2 separate regions of the Mustela erminea genome follow, and region 1 is linked to region 2. Evidence: chromatin contacts called from public Hi-C data. All regions are on one chromosome and are shown on one strand. The core of a region is the stretch at or near the end of the contact, and the rest is flanking DNA. Distances in the headings are between cores, read along the strand shown. Region 1 holds the start of SCOC (short coiled-coil protein). Region 2 overlaps MAML3 (mastermind-like protein 3).

Evidence for each region. A called contact is a pair of places that touch in the nucleus more often than the background predicts.
Region 1: a Hi-C map of spleen shows a contact between it and region 2, with 2.5 times the contacts expected there. The contact joins the promoter of SCOC here to the enhancer-like site in region 2. A contact is called at or near these places in 2 of 3 Hi-C or Micro-C datasets (fibroblasts and spleen).

Annotation. Positions count from the first base shown.
Region 1 is chr2:94,361,469-94,366,735 of mMusErm1.Pri, reverse strand. It overlaps SCOC (short coiled-coil protein), which reads right to left and starts at 3,127. Exons shown (of 5, transcript XM_032333460.1): 1 at 3,080-3,127; 2 at 2,922-3,078. The coding sequence starts at 3,112. LOC116584746 (a long non-coding RNA gene) reads left to right here and starts at 3,184. Exons shown (of 3, transcript XR_004283313.1): 1 at 3,184-3,371.
Region 2 is chr2:93,787,224-93,791,994 of mMusErm1.Pri, reverse strand. All of the region lies in intron 2 of MAML3 (mastermind-like protein 3), which reads left to right. Among named protein-coding and RNA genes, the nearest start is that of MGST2, 43 kb to the right of the region's middle. Within about 2 kb of position 2,899, the one cell type or tissue checked has open chromatin away from gene starts, as enhancers often do. A contact at or near this core is called in fibroblasts, where this site is marked.

The DNA.
Region 1 (5,267 bases), core at 1,878-4,377, 570 kb before region 2:
AATGGAATGGAAGGGGCTTATTAGAGGAAAAATGAAACTTAGAAACACACACAGAAAACTGGGGTGGAGGCAAGAGCACAAAAGCCTGGTGGGCACAAGACAGTGCTAGGAGATATATAACAAAACCCAAGAGAACACTATACACATCACAGTCTATGTAAGATAGCCTCCATGAGTGTACAGCACAAAATCTGTCCAACTCTAGGTGGCAGCCCTGGGCAAAAGGGTATTCATGACTCTTCAATGAAGCAGACAAGAGCACTGCTGGCTGCTTCTCCACAGCAACAACAAAGACAAACAGTAATTTTATTATTCTGACGGGATTAAACAGGCTGGCCTCAAAATGCTATTCTTGCATATATTCAAGGTCTTCCAGTAAATTTAGAGTAACAGACTGATTTTATAAGGTCAGAAGGTTCATTGAACTCTTTTATCAAAGTATTTTAGCCACAGGTTTTATTTTCTTCCAAAATACAGTCAATCCTAAAACCTCACAATGTCTACATTAGCACAGGTACTTTGTCATAATATGCACTTAATACCAGACTGAGTTTTTCAACTATAAAATCTTTTTCTCAGTCTATATTTGCTATCACATCAATTCAATTTCATGTGAAATGTACTTTTAAGAGTTCATTTTCGGGGCATCAGGGTGGCTCAGGTGGTTAAGCGTACTACTCTTGATCTCAGCGCAGGTCTTTATCTCAGGGTCCTGACTTCAAGCCTGGTACTGGGCTCCATGTTGGGAACGGAGCCTACTTAATAAAAAAAAAAAAAAAGAAAAAGAAAAAGAAAATCTAGACCAAAGTATCTCTAGCATGAGGACACTGAAATGAGTGTGGGGTGTTAAGGCTGATCTGTTTATTCTAAAGCTGCCTTCACTCCGAAATAGATATGGTTCTTGAAGATCTGTCAACTCTGACCTAAGCCTAGGTTGGATCTTAAACGCTTTTCTCAAATTACAGTACGTTCTGGTGCCTATCTTCATCTGGCCTTGGTGGGGAGAAGAGAATCTAGAATTATTTTGATAGTATAAGTCCAGGAAGCAAAAAGTGCAGAGAGAACAAGAGTCAGGAAGTGTGACAAACATTAGGATGGATCCATTTTCCATGCCCACACTTCTGTGATCAAAGACTACTCTTTTACCAAAGGAGAACTCTACCTTCTCTTATAGTATCCTGAATAGTACCACTGTTAAGCAGTTTAGCACAGTGATAAAGGACATAAATTTATATTACCTGGATTTAAATCCTAGCTCTGCTATTTATAAGCTCTGAAATCTTGAGCAAGGTTAACATCTCAGCCTCAGTTTCCTTATCTGTAAAATGATAAAAGTATGTACCTCACATTTTTGTTTTAAGAATAAGTTGAAATGTACGGTACTTTCAATGATACCTCATAATGTTAGCTATTATCTCCTCTACCTTTTGGCTCTAACTCAGGCCACAAAAAGTTTTGGTAAAATCACCTGGTCTAGCCACTTCATTTTACAAACAAACAGAGACCAAATAATGGCTTACCCAAAATCACAAAAGTAGTCACTGACAGAGCCAAGACTACTAGGCTAGTTGTTTTCCATCACACCGCCACAGGAATGCTCACCTCTGAGACCTAAGATTTTGACTTTTTCCTGATACCCACCCAACTTGTTTGCATCTAAAACTGATTTTCATGTCATCCACTTATTAGTGAATAAGACTACTAAAATAATGTCATTGTTGATTAACATACTAAATGCTTCACATATATTATTAGTTCATCAAATCAACAGAAGGGCATTGTAATTTATATTCGTGGGTACTGTACCTCAGAAAGGCTACGTATCTGCCTTAGACTTCACAGCCAATTTTGTACCAAGATGCTGAAAGCAGGTCTAACTATGAAGTCCCTGTTTTTTCCATTGTATAATGGAAATACAGCCCTAATCTATGTGTGCCAAATATTTTTGCAGTCTTTGATGTTAAATTCCTTTGACATTTTACTAAGCAACTAAAGATAAATTTTATTCCATTCACGGCGCATCCACTTTCAACTTGGTCTGTCTGTTCAGGCCTGTTCAAGTTTTGCATTGTTCTGGCTAGATAAATCCAGTTTCAGATCCCACAGGATTAAGAAATTCACTGGCCAAAGGAGGACAGGAACGGAAGGTGGATCCCCAGAGAATGGCTAGCTATAGTGAATTTAATCGAGGAGTACAGCCACAGAATACACAAGCATAGCTTTGGATCATCAGGTACAGACAGCGCCGGGCACATAGCACAGCAGGTCCTTAACATTGTTACGTCATAGTAGTGGAATCGATACATTGTATAACAAAAGTCCTGCCTTTCCAAAGGCATCCTCTTTCTCCTTTTCAATCCTAACTCCCCAAAACTTGCTGGGCAGGATCCTTGAGGGAAGCCCAAGTAGAAACTAACCGGGAGCTCCTTTCGGCGCCAGGAAAGCTGTCGCCAGCCCTTATTTTACCGCTCGCTCGCCACCCTCCCCGCCTCGGCGTCCTCTCCTCCCACCTCCCGGGCTCTCCGCAGAGCAGCCACGGACTAGTCCCGGCGTGCCAGGCCCATCCTGCCCAAGCATCCCTCTGCAGTCCCAGTTCAGGGCGGGAGGCTGGACAGCGGCCTTCGACTCAGAAGAGGCGCGAGAAGGCGGCGGGGGGGTCCGCCTAACGGACGCGAGCAGCCCCTCCCCAAAGGAACCCAATAATAAGATGAGAAGAAGGTTACGCAGGGGCTCTGCAGGGAGTCAGGCCTGAAGCGCCCACCAAATGCCCGGGCCCGAAGCCGCTCTTCCTGGGCGCCTGGTGCGCCGGGCCGCGTCCAGCCCTCCCGCCCCCCATTCCACCCCACTCCCCAGGCGCTGTACCGGAGTCGCAACTCCAGTCGCCCGGGGCCAGGCCCTCCGCGGCCCTTGACAGCCCTCACCTGCCGTTGAAGGAGCCAGGAGTGGGAGGGAGCGGGAAGACGCCTCAGGCCCCAACTCTTGGACCAACCGGTATCGGCAGCTCCGCCCTCTGCGTCCACAGAGCCTGCGCCGTGTCGGGAGTCCCGCCCTGTCCCTCCCCGTCCCGCGCCGTGGCCCACCAATCCCCACTCAAGAAGACACGCCTGCGCATTAGCTGTACGACGCCCCAATCGTCCTTTGTCAAAGCCCCATGATCCACCTTTCGCCATAACAAAAGGACGTTGGCATCCAATCAGGATTGAGGCTGTTGTGGGCGGGTCCGATAAAAGCAACAGCCAATGACAGTACAGGAGCGAAGTTAAGCGTGAGAAAGCCAGTCCAAAGAAAGCCGCTCTTCAGTCTCAGCAGGGGTCGGAGAAATTGCGGTCAGAAAGCCAGTATGGAAAATTCTGACAGCTGTCAGGAAGGAGGTTGGTAAAGCGAAATGCTGGGGGAGAGGTAAATCATTCAAGTTTAAGAAAAGGGCATTTGTGGACATAATAGGTAAAGCCAGTGCAATACCGAGGTACCTCAATTCTAAAAGGAGACTTTTCCAACTTTTCTCACTTCCCAAATCGGAAAGTTCCTAAGTACACCCCTAGTGGATTGTTCCTCTCCTCATCCTTTCCAAACGATTATTAAATCCGTAGTGCACTTGACCATTTAAGGATATTTTAGCATTGAGAAAATACCTTAACAGTACTTTGGTATATAGAGCGTTTGCTCACCTTATCTCATTTTGATTCTCACAGTAACCCACAGAAAACAAATGAAGCTTAAGAGTAAATGCCTTGCTCGAGGTCATACATGCAGTATGAAATGCTGCTGCCAGGCTTTGGGATGTAATGCAATCTGGCTTGATAGCGTTCATTGGTATCTAGCACTTGACACAAAATGGCTTGGGTTTAGTATTTGTAGAGTACGAGGTAGTAATACTATATTGTTTTGGCTTTGGCACATTCTCCTGAGTTGTAGAGGAGAGCCTGTGTCTGCCTGTTTCTTGACTTTTTTCACTTCTGGTTCAGTTTGCTGATCTATTGCCTTAACCCTTTTAAGAAATATGTAAAAAATATTCCACTTAAGTATTAAGAACTATACATTTGGCTGGAACTATGATACATAATTTGAGAAAATTACTAGAATGCAACACAGGACCTAAATAAATGGAAAATAAGAAAGGCCCAGGGTCTATCCAGTAGGAATGTCAGAAAGAGAAACTAGAGAGAATGGTTGTGAGCCGTATCAAAGAATAATAACTAAGAATTGTTCAGGATTGTGGAATATTTGAACGCTCAGATTCAAGAAGCACTTACTCTTGAGCAGGTGTAAAATAAAGAATTCCATATGTGGTGGCGCCTGGGTGACTCAGTGGGTTAAGCCTCTGCCTTCCGCTCAGGTCATGATCTTGGGGTCCTGGGATCCAGCCCGGCATTGGGCTCTCTGCTTGGTGGGGAGCCTGCTTCCCCCTCTCTCTCTCTCTGCCTGCCTCTCTGTCTGCTTGTGACCTTTGTCTGTCGAATAAATAAATAAAATCTTAAAAAAAAAAAAAAGAATTCCATATGTGGACACATCCTGATGAAACTGCAGAACACCAAAGACTAAGAACTATTAAAAGCAACTTTTTTGTTGTTGTTAGAGTGGCTTTTTTTTCTTTTAGTTTTAAATAGAATAAAATATACATAACACAAAAAAATTATCATCTTAACTATCTTAAAGTGTACAGTTCAGTAGTGTTGAGTATATTCACATTGTCATTCAACCAATCTCCATAACACTTTTCATCTCGCAAACCTGAAACTCTATACCCATTAAAAAACAACTCCCCATTTAATCTCCCCTCAGCACCTGGCAACTGCAATACTTTTTGTCTCTACAAAACATGATGGCTTTAGGACCTCATGTAGGTGGTATCTCTTACAATATTTATCTTTTTGTGACTGACTTATTTCACTTAGCAAGACATCCTGATGCCTCATCCATATTGTAGTATGTGTCAGAATTTCCTTCCTTTTTAAGGCTGAATAACATTCCCTTGTATGTATATACCACATTTTATTTATTCATTCATCTGGTGATGGACACTTGGCTTGCTTCCAACCTTTAGCTATTGTGAATGCTACAATGTTAATGTGATGTGTGCAAGTATCTCTTTGAGACCCTGTCTTCAATTCTGTTCAGTGTATATCCAGAGTGGAATTGCTGGATCATATGGTAATTTGATCTATTTTAAAAGCAACTTTTTTTCCCTCTCTCTCTGCCTGCCTCTCTGCCTACCTGTGATCTCTGTCAAATAAATAAATAAATAAAATCTTTTTTTTTTAAAGCAA
Region 2 (4,771 bases), core at 1,650-4,149:
TGTAGCAGGCTTACCACTGTGCCTCAAGTCACTGCCATTTCAGTGATAAGTTTCCTAAATTGGTAAACTGCCTCAAAACTTAATCTTCATGGGGACACAACCATCACAGATCAGAAAACAAACATTTTATCCAAACTTCTTCAATGATATGCAGAAACAGAGGGTTATATGGGATGGGCCTTGTTGGGGCTCTGCTGGCAATATATTGTAAGCAACTCTTCACACCCACAGTGAAAAATTATTCTGGACAAGGACAAAGAAAATCTAAAAGGAGCCACCATCCTGAAACCAAGCGTCTGCCCTGACACTTGATCAACTTCAAAGAGAATTCTAAGGTTTTATTTTATTTTGTTTCTTCCTTCCACTTACGGTTGAATGGTCTAATCTTATGCCCTTTCTTTAAATGTCAAAGTTGATACCACAAAGGCATCCTAATTTTGGGTATCAAGCAACATATAAAAAATGATGCATATTTTTATGCTCTTTCAGCCTCGCCCTTTGATCCCTGTAGAGATTCTACCTTTTTATTCTATGCCCATTCCTCTCTACCCCCTACCCCCTTCCCACTTCTCTTTACTCCACAGCACTCTTGGGTGGTCTGCTCAATTTAGACCAGATGTATGTTATAGTCAATGGAAAAGTGAGAATCCCAAGGACACCACCACCAGCTGTGGGTCATCAGACAATTTCCTTAACCTTTCAAAGACTTGGGTTTTTTTAATCAACCAAATGTGTTTAATTATGCAAGTGAAGGCATCCAGTAGGTGCCCTCTAAGTGTCACTGGTCTTCTTCCATCATTGCTTCTGGTCTCTGTGTTTGAAGAACATTTCCCAACAGAGGGAACTCTCCTCAAAGCTCTCCATAGTTCTGTCTTGTATCAGACCAGGAGATGGGAAGTCCAGTTATGTCTGTGCTTCCTGCCTGAGCAAAGGAGTTCAGTGGCCTCACTCACCCCTTCCTCAATCTTGGCTGCTGCTCAGTGCCCCCAGCAGACTTGCAGGATGACTGGCCTTCCTGGAAGAATCGTGACTGTGGGGTCCTTCCAGAATTCCTTATTCTTTACATTGCATTACATCCTTTGCATTGCATGAGCAGCCCTCTGAAAGTTGAAGAGTTTTGTTCCAAATGCTGAAGAATTTGCAGTAAAAACCTAAACAAAGTCTGACTTGCTTTTGAAAGTGCAAGACTGCTTTTGCAATCTAAATCAGGGCCCAGAGAGCTCAGATGCCCCAGGAGTACTATTTGCGCTGTGATCCTCAAACTGTGGGGCATCATAAACATACCTGGAGGGCATGTTAAAGCACTTCCAGAGGTTCTGATTCAGTAGGCCCGGGGTGGGGCCTGAGAATTTGTATTTCTAACAAGCTCCTCTGTAATGCTAATGATGTAGATCTTGGAACCCCACTTTCAGAACCTCTGATTGAATTTAGCCCATTATTTAGCCCAAACTGGAAGTGGAAGAGGTGTGAGCATCTTCTTAACCATTTTCTTTCTGTATCTCACCTCCAAAGTTTCCACTGGTCAAGGGAGGAGTCTTATGAATATGATCTTCATTTGAGGAGGTGGGGCCTGAAACCGAGAGGTCAGATGACTTCCCACAGCCTCAGAATGCCCGTTCACCACCCTGAGCCTCTGGGAATCACAGCCAGACGCGTCCATCAGGCTGCAGTGGGTGTCGGATTCATCCTACGCTGCCCTCTGACACAGGACTGCTGAACTCTTTCCCACCAAGTGTGATGTTCTGCGTGAAACGTTAGCTTCCACCTTTGAAAAGACTTCCTTCTTCTGAAACTTAAAACTTGAATAGTGTCTTTGCAGGAAAAAGCCTCTAGATACTGGTGACGGGTTGGACATAGGAGCCTCTTGATATATAGAACTAGGCTGAATTCCGTTTGGGCTGGAGATTGATTTTTTTTTTTTTTTAATTCCTTGATCCAGTTCAGTGTGTGTGAAAAGCATAGATTTGTTTTTGGGGACATCCATTTTATTATTTTTACTTTTTCCTACATGAACAGCCCTCCCATCTCCTCGCCTGCCCTCCGCACCCATTTCCTTCCTGGCCCCGGCACGCACAGTGTGCGGGGAACCCGGGCAATGCGCCCCCGGAGCGCGCCCGGCTCACCCGCTCAGCAGCAGCGCACGCCGGCCGAGGGCCTCCGCGGCCCCGGTGCGACTCGCCTGCGCCCCGGGACCGCCGCGTCGGTTTCTTTGTTAGAGACGCCTGCGCTGAGACGTATCTTCGGGCCTGCCGCCCCACTCCTGACTTCTTAGAGCCCCCTAAGGACTTGTAAGCATATAGGATCGAGTCAAGAGGCTAAATTACGCCCCAGGGGACTTTTTAAGTAAAATCCTAAATTTCATTTAGGCTGTTCGTAGGCCATGTGATTGCAAAGACTCTGAGCCCGGGCCGCCCAGAGCGCCGCCCTCCCGCGCCGGCTTTGTGCAGCCTGGGCTGCGGGGAACTCTGCCCCTCTCGGACGGTCAGCCCCGGGGGCTGGTGTACGCCACTCGCCCTCCCCTCTCCGGGCGCCACCGCACCCCCACCCCCACCCCCATCTCCTCCCGCTCCCAGCCCTTCCGTTTCCTTCTCCGGCCTCCCCCACCCCGACCTGAAAGCTCCCTCCCCTCGGGCTGCAAGGAAAGTCGGTAATAAGAAACCAGTTCGGTGTCGGTCGGAGAGAGGGGGGAGATAACCCCAGAGATACACGGCAATGGAGAGAGAACTCATTTTGTGTAAAGAGGGCCTCGAGTCACCAGGGAATTCCTGGATTGTCTCAGGCTGTCGTGTGTGATGTCCATCACGCCGTGCGAACACCATCTGCTCGGTATTATGCTCTCAGTTGCCAGGCTACCTGCTGTACGCAGTAACACTTGACTGCCTGGCTCCACGTTCGCCGCGTCCGCCCAGACGCGCGGGGCGGGGGCCGGGGGGCGGCGCGGGGGGTGGGGGGAAGGAACAGGAGTCCTGATTAAGCCATCTGGGGGGCGGGGGGTGGGGGGGAGGAGAGCGCCGCGCGGGCGGAGCTGGGGCTGCCGGGCGGAGCGCCGGGCTGACACCACCATCTGCTGGGGCAGGCGGAGAACAGCAGCTGCTCCTTGTTCCTCCGACGAGGACCGCCTGGAAAAGGCTGAAGCCGGGGCCGTCCTCGAGGCCCCCCGCGCGCCCCCAAGTCCCGGCCCCGCGGCCCCCGTCTCTACGGGCAGCCTTTCGTGAGCCCCCTGCCCTGGAGCCGGCGCCCTTTGGGTTGGCCGCCAGCCACCCCGGCCCCTCTCACCCAAACACTACGCTTGTTCTTGAAAACACTTAAGAGAAATGAAGCTTCGCCACGCACAGATTTATAAATAAACAGCTGGCTGCTCTGGGGAGATATTTTTACCACAGCTGTTTTTTTTGTTTTGTTTTTTTTGAAGTAGAAAACTGCCTCTTCGGAGGAGGCAGGACGTTTTTTACACCTCCTACCTCTCTCCAGCCCTTGGAAAAATCGCTAAGATCTTTTCCCTGGAGAAGAAGCTAGGTAAAATGGGTTCATTGCTTCTGGTTTGTTCCCCTCCCTTTCTCTTACTGAAGAGTGCGAAGGTTTGGGGAGTAATGAGGGTCTACGTTAGCCAATTGCATTTCTAAGGGGAAGCTACTGGCAAGGCAAGGAGGTCGGTGGGCAGGGGGCGGGGTGGAGAACGAGCCGGTAATTAAAACTAAAAATACTGCATCATTTGGCTTCAAGGCATTACATTTCTCTGACGAAAGCTCAGCCTGGTTTTCTCTAATTGCACACGCAGTGTGTGTCCTCCTTAGAAACAAGAGCGGTGGCCTGAAATCCTGAAATTCGACAGACTATTGCTCATTAAGCCCTCTTAGACTGGAGGTTAAAAGCTGCCATGTAATATGAAACAGTTAATGGCCTCAGCCAGCTCCATTTGTAAGGCAAGCCTCACACTTTGGAATACACACTTGAGGCTGGGGCTCTAGGTGTCACTCACCCGCTGCTGAATGCATTAGAGCTTGTTGAGAAAGACCTAGATTCACCCATGTTTGATGTTTCATAGGGAAGGCAAGCCTTGAAAATGCACATGGCCCTCCCATCCCTAGGTCTGTAGGTCTTCTGCAAGAAACCCCAAGGCAAAGCCTTTGGGAGGGAATCATTTGGATAAATGCATAATCCTGGGAAGTAATAACCTAACTATCTCTTTGGGGAGTTTTCTTTTTCTCTCTCTCTCTCTCTCTCTCTCTTTTTTTTTTTTTTTTTTTTTTTTTTTTACCCACTGTGCTTTTGAGGTATTTCTTTTGCCCCAGGAAGACAGGGGCCAAAAGTGGCTGGGTGTATCTACATCACCATTTCATTTTCCTCTCCCTTACTTCCAGGGTGGAGAAAAGGCTAGGAAACCAACTCGTGACTACTTACCAGTTGTGAGCATGTGCCCCGGCTACCCAGGCCTGCTCACCCAGGAAGAGAATATCTCAGAGTGCCCAAAGATTAACAGGGCCAGCCCAAACCAGCCCTGTCCTAAAACTAGCTGAAGCAAACTTTATCTTCCCTTGGGTCACATTTTTTTCTAGCTTTCTCCTCCTTATCAAAATTTGGAAATATCAAATATACTGAAATACGCACGGGGTGGAGGGGGGACAAACAAAACCCTGTATTCTGTATTTTTGCTGATTGATTAACTGTTTCTACTTGAGTGTGAATTCATTTGTTAAAGTGTTAAGTCAATCAGCCATTTGTTTCTAAAGGTGGCAAGCAGCAGCTTTATCCCATTGGAAGAAAGGACTTG